3 separate regions of the Sus scrofa genome follow, and all the other regions are linked to region 1. A link is a contact called in public Hi-C data. All regions are on one chromosome and are shown on one strand. The core of a region is the stretch at or near the end of the contact, and the rest is flanking DNA. Distances in the headings are between cores, read along the strand shown.

Region 1 (4,784 bases), core at 1,623-4,122:
TTTAATAGCAAGAGTACCTTGGATTTATACACGGCGCTTTATAGTGACGTCACCGTGGTGGTGAAGGAGGCGCCTCCATTGGCTGACCACCTAGTACGTGCCAGGCATTGCGCCAAGCAACTCCCTTCCTCTTTGCACTTACTCTTCACAATGATCTCGGGTGGAAAGTACTGTCACCTGCCTTCTCCAAAAGGGAAAGCAGGAGTTCCCGTCGTGGCGCAGTGGTTAACGAATCCGACTAGGAACCATGAGGTTGCGGGTTCGGTCCCTGCCCTTGCTCAGTGGGTTAAGGATCCGGCGTTGCCGTGAGCTGTGGTGTAGGTTGCAGACGCGGCTCGGATCCCACGTTGCTGTGGCTCTGGCGTAGGCCGGTGGCTACAGCTCCGATTCAACCCCTAGCCTGGGAACCTCCATATGCCGCGGGAGCGGCCCAAGAAATAGCAACAACAATAACAACAACAACAAAAGACAAAAAAAAAAAAAAAGGGAAAGCAGGATCCGAGAAATGAATGTGACTTCACTAAGGGCTGGTGTGTTTCTGGCTCTTTCGACCTTCATCTTATCTCATCTGGTTCTTTCCTTGTCAAATCGAGATGGTTTATTTGTTCTTCCATTCGGCAAGTATTTGAGCCCATACGCAGTACCTTAGGTCCTACTGTGATCCAATCCTGGACTGGGAATTGAACAGGGAGCAAAATAAGACTTCTTATTCTCCAATCCAGTTGAGAAGACAAAAACAAACCAACCCCATTTCGTAGTGCGTATCAGTCTGTCACGTTAGGGCGTGACAGGGTGCCCCTAAGATTTCAGTTCTAAACTGTTTTGCCTCCAATAAGTGTTGATGAGGATGTGGAGAAATTGCAACTTTTGTGCATGGTTGGTGGAAATGTAAAATGGTGCATATGCTGCGGAAAACAGTCTTTCTTTAAAAAATTAAAAATAGGAGTTCCCCTTGTGGTTCAAAGTGTTAAGAACCTGACCAGTCTCTGGGAGGTTATGGCTTTGATCCCTGGCCTTGCCGAGTGGGTTAAGGATCCAGTGTCACTGCAAGTTGTGGTTAAGGTCGCAGATATGGCTTGGATCTTGCTGTGGCTGTGGTGTAGGCTGGAAGCTGCAGCTCCGATTTGACCCCTAGCCTGAACTTCCATATGCTGTGGGTGTGGCCCTAAAAAAAAAATTAAAGCGTGACCACATGATCCAGCAATTCCACTCCTGGGTATATATCCAAAAGAACGGAAAGTCTCAGAGAGATATTTTACACTTATGTTCATGGCAGCATTATTCACAGAAGCCAAAATAGGGCTGCAGCCCAAGTGTCCATCAGCAGAGGAATGGATTAGTAAAATGTGGTAGGGATAACGGAATATTATTCAGCCTTAAAAAGAAAAGAATGTAGTTCACATTTTGGCTCAGCAGGTTAAGAACACAACTGGTATCCATGAAGATGCAGGTTCAATCCCTGGCCTCACTCAGTGGGTTAAGGATCTGATGTTGCCATGAGCTGTGGTGTAAGTCACAGAGGCGGCTCGGATCTGGTGTTGCTGTGGCTATGGTGTAGGCTGGCAGCAGCAGCTCTAATTCAGTCCCTAGCCTAGGAAATTTCATATGCCTCAGGTGTGCCCCCCACTCAAAAAAAGGAGTTCCCATCGTGACACAGCGGAAACGTATCCAACTGGGAACCATGAGGTTGCGGATTCGATCCCTGGCCTCGCTCAGTGGGTTAAGGATCCGGCATTGCTCTGAGCTGTGGTGTAGGTTGCAGACATGGCTTGGATCCCATGTTGCTGTGGTTGTGGAGTAGGCCGGCAGCTGTAGCTCCGATTAGACCCCTAGCCTGGGAACCTCTGTACGCTGTAGGTGCGGCCCTGAAAACAAAGGAAATTTGAGTTCTCTTTTTGTGCAGCAGGTTAAGGATCTGGCATTGTCACTGCAGTGGCTCAGGTTGATGCCGTGGTGCAGATTCAGTCCCTGACCTGGTAACTTCTACCTGCTGTAGGTCAGGGGAAAAAAAAAAAGAACCTTGAGGATATTATGGTAAGTGAAGTAAGCTATTCACAAAAAGACAAATACTGCCTGATTCCATTACATGAGGTTCCTAGAATAGTCAAATCCATAAAGACAGGAGGTAGAGTGGTGGTTGCCAGGGACTGGGGGGGCAGGGGAAGTGAAGGGTTATTGTTCCATCACAATCGAATTTCATTTCTGCAAGATGAAAAGTTCTGGAGACGGGTCCCACAACAGTGAATGTATTTCACAATACTGAACTGTCCATGCGAAATGGTCAAGAGGGTAACTTTAATGTATGTATATTTTACAATTTAAACATTTTTAAAATTACTATAAAATCCTTCTTCTCCATAACCCCATCCATACCATCCGTTTTCTTTTCTTTTTTGTCTTCATGAGGTTTTTAAAATTAACAAGCTTTCCAGATGGTTTTGGCTTTTAAGTCAGAAAAAAAAGATACATTTTTTTCCTATGAAATGTTTTCACTAAAAAAAAAATAATAATAATAACCCCATCCAAGAGGAGTGGCCATTATCCCCACTTTAAGTCTTGGTAGCCCCTAACATAGTAGGTCTTTATTACATATTTGTGGAATCAATTTGTAAATTAAAAAAAAAAGTTTTGCCTCCGTTCTGTTTGTGATCATTTGTGGAGGCAGAATGAGAGCTACGAAAACATCATGTCCCCGCCGTCACCACTGCACGCAGTCTGCAGGTAGCTCTCTGCAGCCGTGGGCCAGGATCAAAACGTGTACAATTCTATATTGTAATCGGCACCTCCTTCCTGTGGTGTGTCCTTTCTTCATTGTCAGCCTTGCTTTTCCGTGTTTCTGTGTAACCTGTCACTCTTTGTTGTCACTTCCTTTTCCTTTGTGTCCGCAGAGCCTGGCAGCTCTGTCTGTTCTTGTTGGGCGGTTGGACTTCCTTCTACGGCTTTGCTATTATGTGATACAAGCTGATAAACCGGCCAGTACATGTCGTTGCCTCTATTTTTTCCTGGACTCTTTTCTTGCTCTGTGATCCTCCTTCACCATTCATGGTTCTGTTAATTTTTAGCCTAACTCAAGGGTTGGCAAACTCTGGCCAGCCTGCTGCCGGTTTTTGTAAATAAAGTTTTATTGGCAAAGAGCCATGCCCATTGGTTCACATCTTGTCTCCGGCAGCTTCCAGTTAAAGTGGCAGAAGTGAGGGGTTGACTTGTGACTGGGACTATGTATGAACCCCAAAGTCTAAACTGCTTGCGGTCTAGCTTTGCAGGAAAATTTGTGCCAGCATCTTGGCCAACGAATTCAGCTTAAAAGGTTAAATTTTGTATGTGAGTCTGGCACTGCTTAGGTAAGGTAGCAAGTCAAGAATTGGAGTGCATTTAAAGCTGACGTTGTTTGGGGACATTAGTTTCGGGGTGTGTTCCCTGGCTCTGCCCTCTGCTGGGAGCACTCCTTCGACCTCGGGTGTCTTCCCTGAACACCCAGGTTGCAGCAGCCGACCGTCCCAGTTCTGTGTGACTTTTCTTTACACCTCATCACCAGATGACTCAGTCCCCTTGTTCATTTGTGTGTTCACTGGTTTATTAGCTATCTTACCCTCTACCTGGTAAATTCTTGAGGGCTCTCCTGGCCATTCAGGGCAGGGCGTGATAGCAGGTGTTAAAATATTTGTTTTGTATTTTATATTTTTATGAGAGAGAGAGGAAAGGTTGCCTACCCAGCTACCGTCTTCTTAGCTTCTCAATGCGTCCTTACAAAACATGAACCACTGCTAAGGAAATGGAGTCCCGGAGAAGCAAAGAGCCTGCCCCTGGGAGTTCTGGTTGTAGAAGTGGGAGCCCTCACCCTAACATCTTTCCTGGTCCCTCTTCTTTCTAAAACTAAGAGCAGGAGATTTAGGGGTTCCCGCTGTGGTGCAGCGGGACCAGCAGCGTCTTGGGAGTGCTGGGACGCAGGTTCCATCCCTGGTCCTGCACAGCCGGTTAGGGATGCAGTGTTGCCGCAGCTGCCGCTTAGGTCTTAAATCTGACCCCCGGCCCAGGAGCTCCACATGCTTTGGGGCGGCCAAAAAAGAAAAATAAAGCAGCAGATTTGCTTCTCACTCTCCCCATTCCTCCCCATCCGCCTCCCCACAGAACAGGGACCGCTTTTCCCTTTGGCTCCTACAACCCGGCCACCCGGCACTGTCCTGGAGATCCCTTGGCCAGTGCCGGCCGGTGCTGCGTGCAGCAGCAGCAGGGAGCTGAGTGGGGCAGGGCTAGGTGGCCAAGAGGGCGAGAAGGGTGCTGAGCTGTGCTGTCCTGAGCTGGCTCCTATCCTCCCAGGGACGTTTTCAGCCAGAACAGGGAGCAGAATTCACTTCACAAGCGGCAAAAATGAACAGTTTGCCCTGGAAGCTAATTCGCAGGTGATGGGAAGTCTGAATCCTTCCTCAGCCACATGATTGTTAAAGGAACAGCTCCTGCCACCCTACCGTGGGGTCATGGGGCCTGGTTTGAAGGGAGCGTTGGCATCTGTCAAACACTGGAAGCTTCACGTCAGGCCTGGGGTGTTGTCACAGTGGTCAGTAGTAGCATCAAGGGGGGACACCAAGGACTGTGGGAGGTGCCTTTGTCTCTTCTCTCTGTAATTTCAATGCCCCCAGTGCCACTCCAGGTAAACACACAACATAAGACAGCGAGCCACATGGCTTCATATAGCCGTGTCTCTGCCGTCACAGCTTTGCTCCTGTCCCACCTGCAAACCAAGAGCTTTAAAAGGGCCTGAGAGGTGTGCAAAGACCAGAAGAAGG
Region 2 (4,519 bases), core at 713-3,212, 130 kb before region 1:
GAGGCTGGTGGCCTCTCTCTCTCAATAAACAGGGTTGGTTTATCCAATGCACACTCATTAGAGTTCTCCTGCTCTAGCTTCTTTCCTCGCTCCATCACCTGTGTGACTCTAATACATGTCCTCCTGCGTTTGTTAAATACATGTCTGAACCCCCATTTCCCAGGCAGAGAAACTGAGAGTTTAAAATTTTAGGGGTTGGGAAGCTCTTTCTGTAAAGGGTGAAATAGTAAATATTTTAGACTTTGCAGGCCACCTAAGGTCTCTGTTGCCTGTTCCTCTCGTTGTCCTCCTCCTTGCTTCAGCCCTTTAAAAATGTTAAAACCGTTTTCAGCTGCAAGGGCCATCAGGCCACAGTGTGCCAATCCTGGTAGAATGGAAGAACAGAAGATTTGCTGTCCCAGGGGGTGGACTCTGGTGCTGATCTAGAGCAGATCCCTTTGTCCCTGAGCCTCAGTCCCTCAACCATAAAGGAGAGACCCGCCCCCCCCCCCCCCGTCTTGAGGCTGATTGGAGAAATAAAGATTATGAATAATAAAGTGCTGTATATGAGAGTACAAACTAGAGACCCAAAGTAACCTTGGCTTACTAAGGGAAAAATTGTTTTTGTAATTGAAATAAAATATACATAAAAAGGACCCAGAAGTGGGTCCAGGGGGTATATAGGAGGGGAGCTTCCCATTGGCTGTAACTTAGTCACATTTTTCCACCTCGCTTCAAAGAAGCCTGGGATATGTGGTAAAGCTGTGGGAAGCTGTGGGTCCAGCTAAAAATCAGGCATTCTCTCACTAGGAAAGAGGAGGCAGGAACAGATATTAGAGGGATTATTCATAATCTTTGCCCAAAGCATCTGCTTCAGAGAGGTTCTACAAAAGATAACTGCTATTGTTGTCTCTTCTTTGAAAAAACCAGTAGGTATATTTGAAAGATGCACGTAAATACTGGATGTGGATATCACCCTGCATTGAACTTTGGAATCAGTGCAATAGGGCTTAAGTCTCTATTTTCATGCCTTTCTAGGCTGTGTGACCCTGAATAAGTTACTTAACCTCTCTGAATCCTGCTTTCATCATCTGTCAAGCAGGGATAAAGACATATGACTCATGCAGGGGCTGGGAAAATCAATGAACATAAAGCTCAAGCACAATGTCCAGCCCAAAGGGGGTTCTCAATAAATGGTCATTTTATTGATAAGACATGTGTATGATAGATAAGAACATGAGCTCATAGATCAGACAGACCTGGGTTCAAACGCAGACTCTTAATTCCTAGGTGGGCAAACTATTTAACCTCTCTGTGCCTCATTCACCTCATCTGTGAAATGGGAGCAATAACAATTCCAGCCTCCTGGATGGGCTTCAGGCTCCAAGGAATTGCTGACATATTGAAACCAGCAGCAAGGTGAGTTATTACTAGGTTCACTTTCCTATTTAGAGTTTGTGGAAGAAGAGGCAAGTTTCAAAAGCCTGTTCCTGCAAACATAATCTGCAAAGAAGTCATAACGTGAAATAATTAATGCTGTATTATGCCAGCAATAAAGTTCGACAACAGGCAAAAATAATCATTAGGGTTGGAAATCAGGGTGATAGTTACCATGCTGGTGGCAACAGAGACTGGAGGGGGCTTCTAGGGGCCTGGAAGTGTTCCTTGATCTGGGGGCTGGTTATCCTAGTGTGGTGCCTTTGTGAAATTTTATTGAGTTGTCACTTGTGTGTGTGCTTTTCTATATGTATGTTACACTTCAATGAAAAGTTTCCTCCGAAAAATATTTGTGGTCTTTTAGAAGACAGCAGCGGCTGCGGGGGGCAAGAGGCACAGGTGGAGGCATCCTTCCTGGCCAGTCACCACAGTTTCTGTTTCGGCTCGAGTTACTGGCATCAGCTTCCCCTCTAAATGCTCAACTTGGCCTCTACCCCTGGAGCCTCTGGCCACAAAGTTCCCCTTCCCCTGTGATGTGGCCTGATTACCACATCCGGGTCAGTCTGGTGCCAGCCAGCCTGACTGCCCATGTTATCAGCTCTTGGACTGTGGGAGAGACTTGTTTGGACAGGGAAATGTCAATAAGTTACCAGGAATGGTGGCCTTATTGCATTGATCATACAAGTGGCATTGGAGGTGCTCGTTCTTTATTTCATTAATCCAAACACTTGGGGGGGGGCACCCACTATGTATGTAGTTCTAGACAAGGTTTGTGGTTGGTACAAAGATGTTTCATTCTTGCATGCAATAAATATTTATTGAGCACCTACCAGGTACTGTGCTAGGTACTAGGGATGCCCCTGTGTGGAAAACAGACATGATCCCTGCCTTCCTGGAGCTGACTTAATAGTGGCAGGAGATAGACAACCAATAAATTAATATACAGCATGTTAGATGGTGATGAACGAAAAATTACGCAGAGATGCTGAGCCATGGCTAATGACTGGATGTGAGGGGTGAGAGATAGAAAGGAATCCAAGATGGTGCTCAGGATTTTGGCTCGAGCAAATAGAAGGCTGAAGGAGACATTAACTAAGATGGTAAGAAGACAGAGCACCTTGGGTGGGGAGAAAGTTCGGAGCTGGATTTTGGGCATGTTCATTTTGAGATGGCTGTTAGATCTCTAAGTGGAGATGGGGAAGAGGCAGATGAAGATCTGATCCTGAAGTTCAGGACAGAGGTCTTGGGCCAAAGACATCCATTCAAGGATGTTAGTGCTTAGACGGTATCTCAAGGCAGGAGACTAGATGGGACAAGGTTTCTGAGGACTGAGCTGTGGGGCACATGCAACACAATCAAGGTCAGAGAGACAGGAGAAAACCAGCATAGGAGGCTGAGCAGGAGCAACCATCATTAAAATAAAAATGACTCCTCATTATTAAAATAATAGCCACTTGGAATTCCCGTCGTGGCACAGTGGTTAAGGAATCCGACTAGGAGCCGTGAGGTTGTGGGTTCAACCCCTGGCTTTGCTCAGTGGGTTAAGGATCTGGCGTTGCCATGAGCTGTGGTGTAGGTCACAGACGCGGCTCAGATCCTGCATTGCTGGGGCTGTGGCGTAGGCCGGTGGCTACAGCTCTGATTAGACCCCTAGCCTGGGAACTTCCATGTGCCGCGGGAAGCGGCCCTAGAAAAGACAAAAATAAATAAATAAAATAAAATAATAGCCACCCTTGGAAAAGATTGTGTCAAGGTGGAATGCAATCCAACACACATTTTTACAAAAACAAACAAACAAAACCCCCCAAAATCCCAGGTGCAGCTCTGCATCTACTTATGTTAGTAAAAATATATGTTTTAAAATCATCATAAATTGATTCAGGCAAAAATCATTAACGAATGCTAATCTGAAGAAATTTATGAGGAACAAACGATTCCATTGTCTTCACATGGCCCCTAGTAGATTACTTATAAGTTTCGAGGAGAACTGGTATACCTTCACCAGGAAATCAAAATCTCCATCACCAAGGAGAGGCGGATGACATCACGGCTGTCCAAACGTGATGCCCTGAGAAAGATGCAACATCACTTAAGTCATGTTTCAGCCAGGGATGCATAGCATGAAACAAACTGGGGCAGACTGTATTTTCCAGGTCACACCATTTATATCCCATCCCAAATGCTTTTCTAATGAGATGACATTGATATGTCTCTTCTGGAGGTAGGCTCCCTGTTCTTTGTCCTTGAACCTGGGCAGAACATTGTACCTTCTTCAACTAATAGAATGCAGTGAATGTGCCGTGCATGACCTTCAAGGCTGGATCATAAAAGGCAGCAGGACTTCTTCCGTTTATACTTAGCCTTCCCTTCATCACTAAGGAAGCTCAGTGCACATGGAGAGGCCTGTTGTCAGTGTTCTGACTAATGGCCCCAGCTAAACTCCAGCCAGCAGGCAGTGTCAACTGCCAGATATATGAGTGAATGAGCCTTCAGATATTTCAGCTCCTGGCCTTTCAGTTTCCAGCAGAGGGCCCAGATATAAGCAGGCAGATCTCAAATGGGGAACCTTCTATGCAATAACTAATCTGTTTTCTTCAAAAACATTAATGTCATAAAAGACAGGGAAAAGCTAAGGAATCATTCCAAATTAAAGCAAAGAGACAACGACTAAATGCTAAAAACATGGTCTTGAACTGGATCCCGTACTTGAAAGAAAAAAAAAGGTTGTAAAGCATGTTATTGTAACAGTTGACAAAATCAGAATGTGGATGGCAGATTAAAGTATTATATCAAGGTAAATTTCCTGAATTCGGTAACCAAGCTAAGTTACATTAAAAAATATCCTGTTCTTAGGAAAATATACTGAAATATTAAGGGGTAAATGGGGGATGATGTATATAATCTATTCTCAGATGTTTCTGAAAAATAAATATTAGTAGGAGTTCCCATTGTGACTCAGTGGTAATGAAACTGACTAGTATCCACAGGGATGCGGATTTGATCTCTGGCCTTGCTCAGTGGGTTAAGGATCCGGCATTGCCGTGAGTTGTGGTGTAGGTCACAGACAAGACTCAGATTCTGCATTGCTGTGGCTATGGTGTAG
Region 3 (4,661 bases), core at 99-2,598, 220 kb before region 1:
GCTGAGGTTGACGTCCTTCCTGTTCCGGCGGCGCGCCTTGGCGTCCTCGATGTCCACCAGGCGGATGAGGGGCATGGTGCTGCCGCCCAGCAGCAGGATGGTGAAAAGCACGATGATGATGGTGGTGGTGCCGATGAGCTGCCGCTTCTCCATGGGCTCCAGGTCCAGGTGCAGGCTCAGGGCGTAGGGGATGGCTCCCCGCAGGCCTGCGGGGCAGTGAAGGGAGTGAGAGGGACAGAGGGAGGCAGGAGGCGGCCGCGGCATCACTGACCCGGTTCTGGGGGACCCGGGCCTGGCCCGGCAGCATGGCCAGTGGAATGTTCTAACAGATCCCACTGGAGACTGCGCACTCATCCTGCGAGCTTCTGGGGGTGGGAAAAGCAGGCGCAGAGGAGCGGGGCCGAGGGGAGGTTCACCTCCGGTCTCACTTTACAGGGCGGTGACCTGGCCAGGCTGCGAGGGGTGTGTGTATGTGTGTGGGAGGATGTAGCAAGCCCAGTGCTCACGTGTTAGAAACACGATGGCTGTGCAGACTGAGCCCGCCTCGTGCCGTGGGCTCCGCGTGCAGTCTCACCCAGTGGTGGCAGGGAGCCGGCAGAACTGTCCTGCTATCCTCACGGAACACAGGTGAGGGCCGAGACTGCCACACGCCTGACAGGCACAGGACATCTGCCCCACGCCCGCTGTACGTGGCGGCACCACAGCCTCGCCCTGACTCCCTGTCCTGGTCCCCTGGGGGGCTGCCGGCTGGACTCCGGGGCGTGGACAGAGCTGGGAACAGCATGTTCTCTATGAAAGCTTCCTGGCCTGCCTGTGCCCTGGCGGGGGGAACAGGGGCTCCCAGAACAGCAGGGAAGGGGACCACCCCACAAGGATTCGTGTGATGGAGAGAGCCCTCGGGAGGAGGTGGGTGGGCAGAACGTGGCGACAGGATCCGACCTAGATGTGGGGGCTGATGCATCACAGCGTGATGGGGTGGGGTGGGGGCTGCTGAAGACCCGACAAGGGGACACAGCGGGAGACGGGAGGGGGTGGAAGCAAGAGGCCCCAGGAGGGAGTGGAAGGTGGGGTGACAGGGAAGGGAAGGACCGGGAGGACGCCCAGGTCCTAGGAGGCTGTGCTGTGCAGGGGTCCAGGCACGGGGCTGGGAGTCTGGCTCCCGAGTCCCCTCCCTGGCTTTCCATGGGGCCTCCCAGGCTGGGGGCGAGTGACTCAACCCCTCCCAAGGAAGTAGGAACGGGGCCTGCCAGGTTGGTGGCCTGAGGAGGAAAGGCCTTGGCTGAGGACAGCATGTGCACAGCAAACTCTGAGGAAGAGCTGGCCACACCTCTGCTACAAAGCACATGATTGTTTTCTGTGGAAGGGGGACGCTGGCAAACCAGCCGGCCGGGCAGGAAGGTCAGTTTAGTCCTGAGACGAGATTGCAGTGGCGCCACGGCATCCGAGGAGGCTTCAGACCTAGGAGTCTGGACTGCGGAGGCGAGGTCTGGGGCAGAGGCAGGAGCTCTGGGAGGCGGGGAACTAGATGCAAGTGAGGCCCCAGGACTGCTGAGCTAGTGAGACTTCAAGAGGTGATGCTGAGTCCTAAGGAAGCCACTGTTTACTGAGGTGCTGCTAACAGAAGAGGGGGAGCTGGACAAGAGCCTGAGGAGCCAGAGGACGAGGGAAGAGAGGAAGAGGGTGTCCCACCCGTCAGCAGGCAGGCTGGTGGGAGGAAGGAGCCCAAAGCCAAGGAGATGGGCCAGAAAAGTCCACTGAGAAGGTCTGGCCAGGAGACAAGGAAACAGCTGGAGGGAATGAGGAGCAGGGACTGCGGCTGACGTTGCTGGTTTTTATCAACTGTTGAAAGGATGGGGGAGACCGGCTGAAGGTCCAGGAGAGCGGGAGGGAGTCGGTGGAGAGGGGTCTGGAACAGCCTGCGGGAGAATCCCCGCAGCCAAGAGCCCTCGCTGTTCAGAACCACCACCTACTTCCCCACAGGAAACCTTTCCCTTTTTTTGGCCGTGCCCATGGCATGTGGAAGCTCCCGGGCCAGGGACTGAACCTGTGCCATAGCAGCGACCCAAGCCACTGCAGTGACAAGTCCGAATCATTAACCTGCTTTGCCACACAGGAACTCCGTCCATAGAGTTCTCTTACCATGCCTCCCTCCCCCAAAGGGCACACATACTTTGTAAAATGCCTGACACATTTCTTAGACTTTCTGAGATTTTCAAGACCCTGGATCAACTATTTTACATTTTTCCCCCCTCCCGGGCATGAAAGATTAAGGAAAAAAGTTTTCTCATTATACATATATACATACACACCTACCTACCTATATCTGTCATAATACACAGTATATATATTTTTTTTTTGGCTTTTTGCTATTTCTTGGGCCGCTCCCGCAGCATATGGAGGTTCCCAGTCTAGGGGTCGAATCGGAGCTGTAGCCGCCAGCCTACGCCAGAGCCACAGCAACACGGGATCCGAGCCGCATCTGCAACCTACACCACAGCTCACGGCAATGCCGGATCCTTAACCCACTGAGCAAGGGCAGGGACCGAACCCGCAACCTCATGGTTCCTAGTCGGATTTGTTAACCACTGCGCCACGACGGGAACTCCCACAGTATATATTTTTAAAAGGCCTTTCAGAAAAAAGAAATCTGCAAAAAACTTACAGATATGCTCTTGAACAGAAAACAGCTCACAAAACATGTTGCTAGACCCCAACCCATTCAAAAATATTTTAGTTACAATATTTAAATCACAAAGAACAGGATGTATTGCTCAAAAATAATTTTAAAGATGTCTATGGATCCAGTTCTAAAGGAGCCACAGAATTATGAAGTCATTTCTATCCTTTAAAAGTGGAGGAATAGGCGTTCCCATCATGGTGCAACAGAAACGAATCCTACTGGGAACCATGAGGTTGCAGGTTTGATCCCTCGCTCAGTGGGTTAAGGATCCAGCATTGCTGTGAGTGAGCTGTGGCATAGGTCACAGATGCGGCTCAGATCCCATGTTGCTGTGGCTGTGGCATGGGCCAGCAGCTGCAGCTCCGATTCAGCCCCTAGCCTGCGGACCTCCATATGCTGTGGGTGTGGCCCTAAAAAGCAAAAAACCAAAAAATAACAAAAAAGTGGAGGAATATGAGATTGAACAGCAACTGAAATGTTCAAATAAACTATCAGAACTTAGGACTGAATGAAAAAAAAAATTCCAAATCTAGCCTGCAATAAATCAGGTTCAAACTTTAACCTTTTTATTCTGAGCCCCTTGTTCCTTCTGCCTAGAAAGCATGCAGGTGAGAGCGGCCGTCCTGGGCCATCTGTGCAGGAAAGAGGGGAGGGAAGGAGGGCAAAGCCTGACTCTGCCCCACCCGCCGTGGCCACTCAAAACCCCAGCAGGTGCTCTGTCCCTGGGCCTGCACTTCCTCATCTGTGGAACTGACACGTACCACCTCTTCACGTGCTGTGGGCAGGGACTGTCCTCCCAGGGCCTCTCCCAGGGCCTGGGTTACAGCAGGTGCCCTTAAATGGGAGCCTGTGTAACGTGGCACTTAGCAGATAGGCTTGGTCTCAAAGGGCACTCAGGGACGGCCGTGGGCACTCTCTCCAAGGCCTGGGCCTTCATAACAGGCGTTTTCCCTCTGAAGTTCATTCAAGGTCCCACTTACCAGCCTTCCAGTTTTAAAAAAAAAAAAGACTGGACTCACCGCTGAACCACATGATGAACATCATCTTCGGTGTGATTTTGTGATCCCGGAAGAAATTCAGGAGGTAGGAAAGAGGGAAAATGTTCACCGCTCGGCCAAACAGCACAAGCACCTGTTAACAGCAACAATTAAGTCTTACACGGACACCTCTGGTTCTTCAAGTTGAAGCTCGTTAGGCTAACACAGGCCTGGTAACACACCCATTATCAAGGCAGCCTCCCCTGTCATCAGAGGCATGAACAGTGACAGCACAGTGCCCGGCGGAGACCCAGGAGGGGTGTGGGGCTGGAGAGGCCAATTTCTCTGTGTCTGGGAGACGACAGAGCTCTGTGCGCTGTTTCCACTGTGAGGAAGAGGACTAGCAAGGCCTCAGTGACGGCTTTAGCATCGTCAAGAGGCCGCGTGTAAGCACCCAGAGATTAATTTACGGCAGTGTGGCTTTCCCGAAAGGGCTCCGCCGTGGGACAGGCCTGCGCTACTCATCCCCGATGCGCCAGCCCTGAGGGCCAGGCAAGGTGTTCCTGCCTCTCCGGTGAGGGCCCCACTCCTCAGGGAGAGGAGGGAAGACTGAGAAAGGCCTCCCTGCGCCCGTAAGTGCGGCTCTCCGAGCCAAAGGCCGCGCAGGCAGGCTCCACGAGGAGGTCACCCCCCTGCCAAGCCGGCTGCTGGCCCTGGCTCTTGGCTCCTAACCAGCTCCATCTTTTTTTTTTTTTTTTTTTTTCTGCCTTTTTGTCTTTTAGGGCCCCAGGCCTGTTCAGGTTAGCTGTGGTGAGGACCAGGATGAAGACAACGGAAGTAAATTAATAAACAGTTCTAAGAATCCACTCAGATGAGATGTAAACTTTACGTAAAGCTATGTTTTGTTAGAAGCGACATGTCGGAGTTCCTGTCGTGGTGCAGCAGAAGCAAATCCGACTAGTCTCCATGAGGGTGCGGATTCGATCCCCGGCCTCACTCAGTGG

The links. A called contact is a pair of places that touch in the nucleus more often than the background predicts.
Region 2: a contact with region 1 is called in a Hi-C map of liver, with 3 times the contacts expected there. The contact joins two enhancer-like sites. A contact is called at or near these places in 2 of 47 Hi-C or Micro-C datasets (embryonic fibroblasts and liver) and 2 of 2 datasets of contacts at active chromatin or transcription factors (alveolar macrophages and skeletal muscle).
Region 3: a contact with region 1 is called in a Hi-C map of liver, with 5 times the contacts expected there. The contact joins two enhancer-like sites. A contact is called at or near these places in 2 of 5 promoter capture datasets (fetal liver and liver), 24 of 47 Hi-C or Micro-C datasets (alveolar macrophages, blood, embryonic fibroblasts and 14 more) and 2 of 2 datasets of contacts at active chromatin or transcription factors (alveolar macrophages and skeletal muscle).

The regions. Positions count from the first base shown.
Region 1 is chr17:51,246,074-51,250,857 of Sscrofa11.1, reverse strand. No RefSeq gene overlaps it. Among named protein-coding and RNA genes, the nearest start is that of PTGIS, 48 kb to the right of the region's middle. Within about 2 kb of position 2,872, at least 18 of the 83 cell types and tissues checked have an H3K27ac peak or open chromatin away from gene starts, as enhancers often do. A contact at or near this core is called in alveolar macrophages, liver and subcutaneous adipose tissue, where this site is marked.
Region 2 is chr17:51,374,109-51,378,627 of Sscrofa11.1, reverse strand. No RefSeq gene overlaps it. Among named protein-coding and RNA genes, the nearest start is that of SLC9A8, 25 kb to the left of the region's middle. Within about 2 kb of position 1,962, at least 13 of the 83 cell types and tissues checked have an H3K27ac peak or open chromatin away from gene starts, as enhancers often do. A contact at or near this core is called in alveolar macrophages and liver, where this site is marked.
Region 3 is chr17:51,463,983-51,468,643 of Sscrofa11.1, reverse strand. It overlaps SLC9A8 (sodium/hydrogen exchanger 8), which reads right to left. Exons shown (of 17, transcript XR_002340027.1): 13 at 3,700-3,811; 14 at 1-206. Among named protein-coding and RNA genes, the nearest start is that of IL29, 18 kb to the left of the region's middle. Within about 2 kb of position 1,348, at least 20 of the 83 cell types and tissues checked have an H3K27ac peak or open chromatin away from gene starts, as enhancers often do. A contact at or near this core is called in liver and subcutaneous adipose tissue, where this site is marked.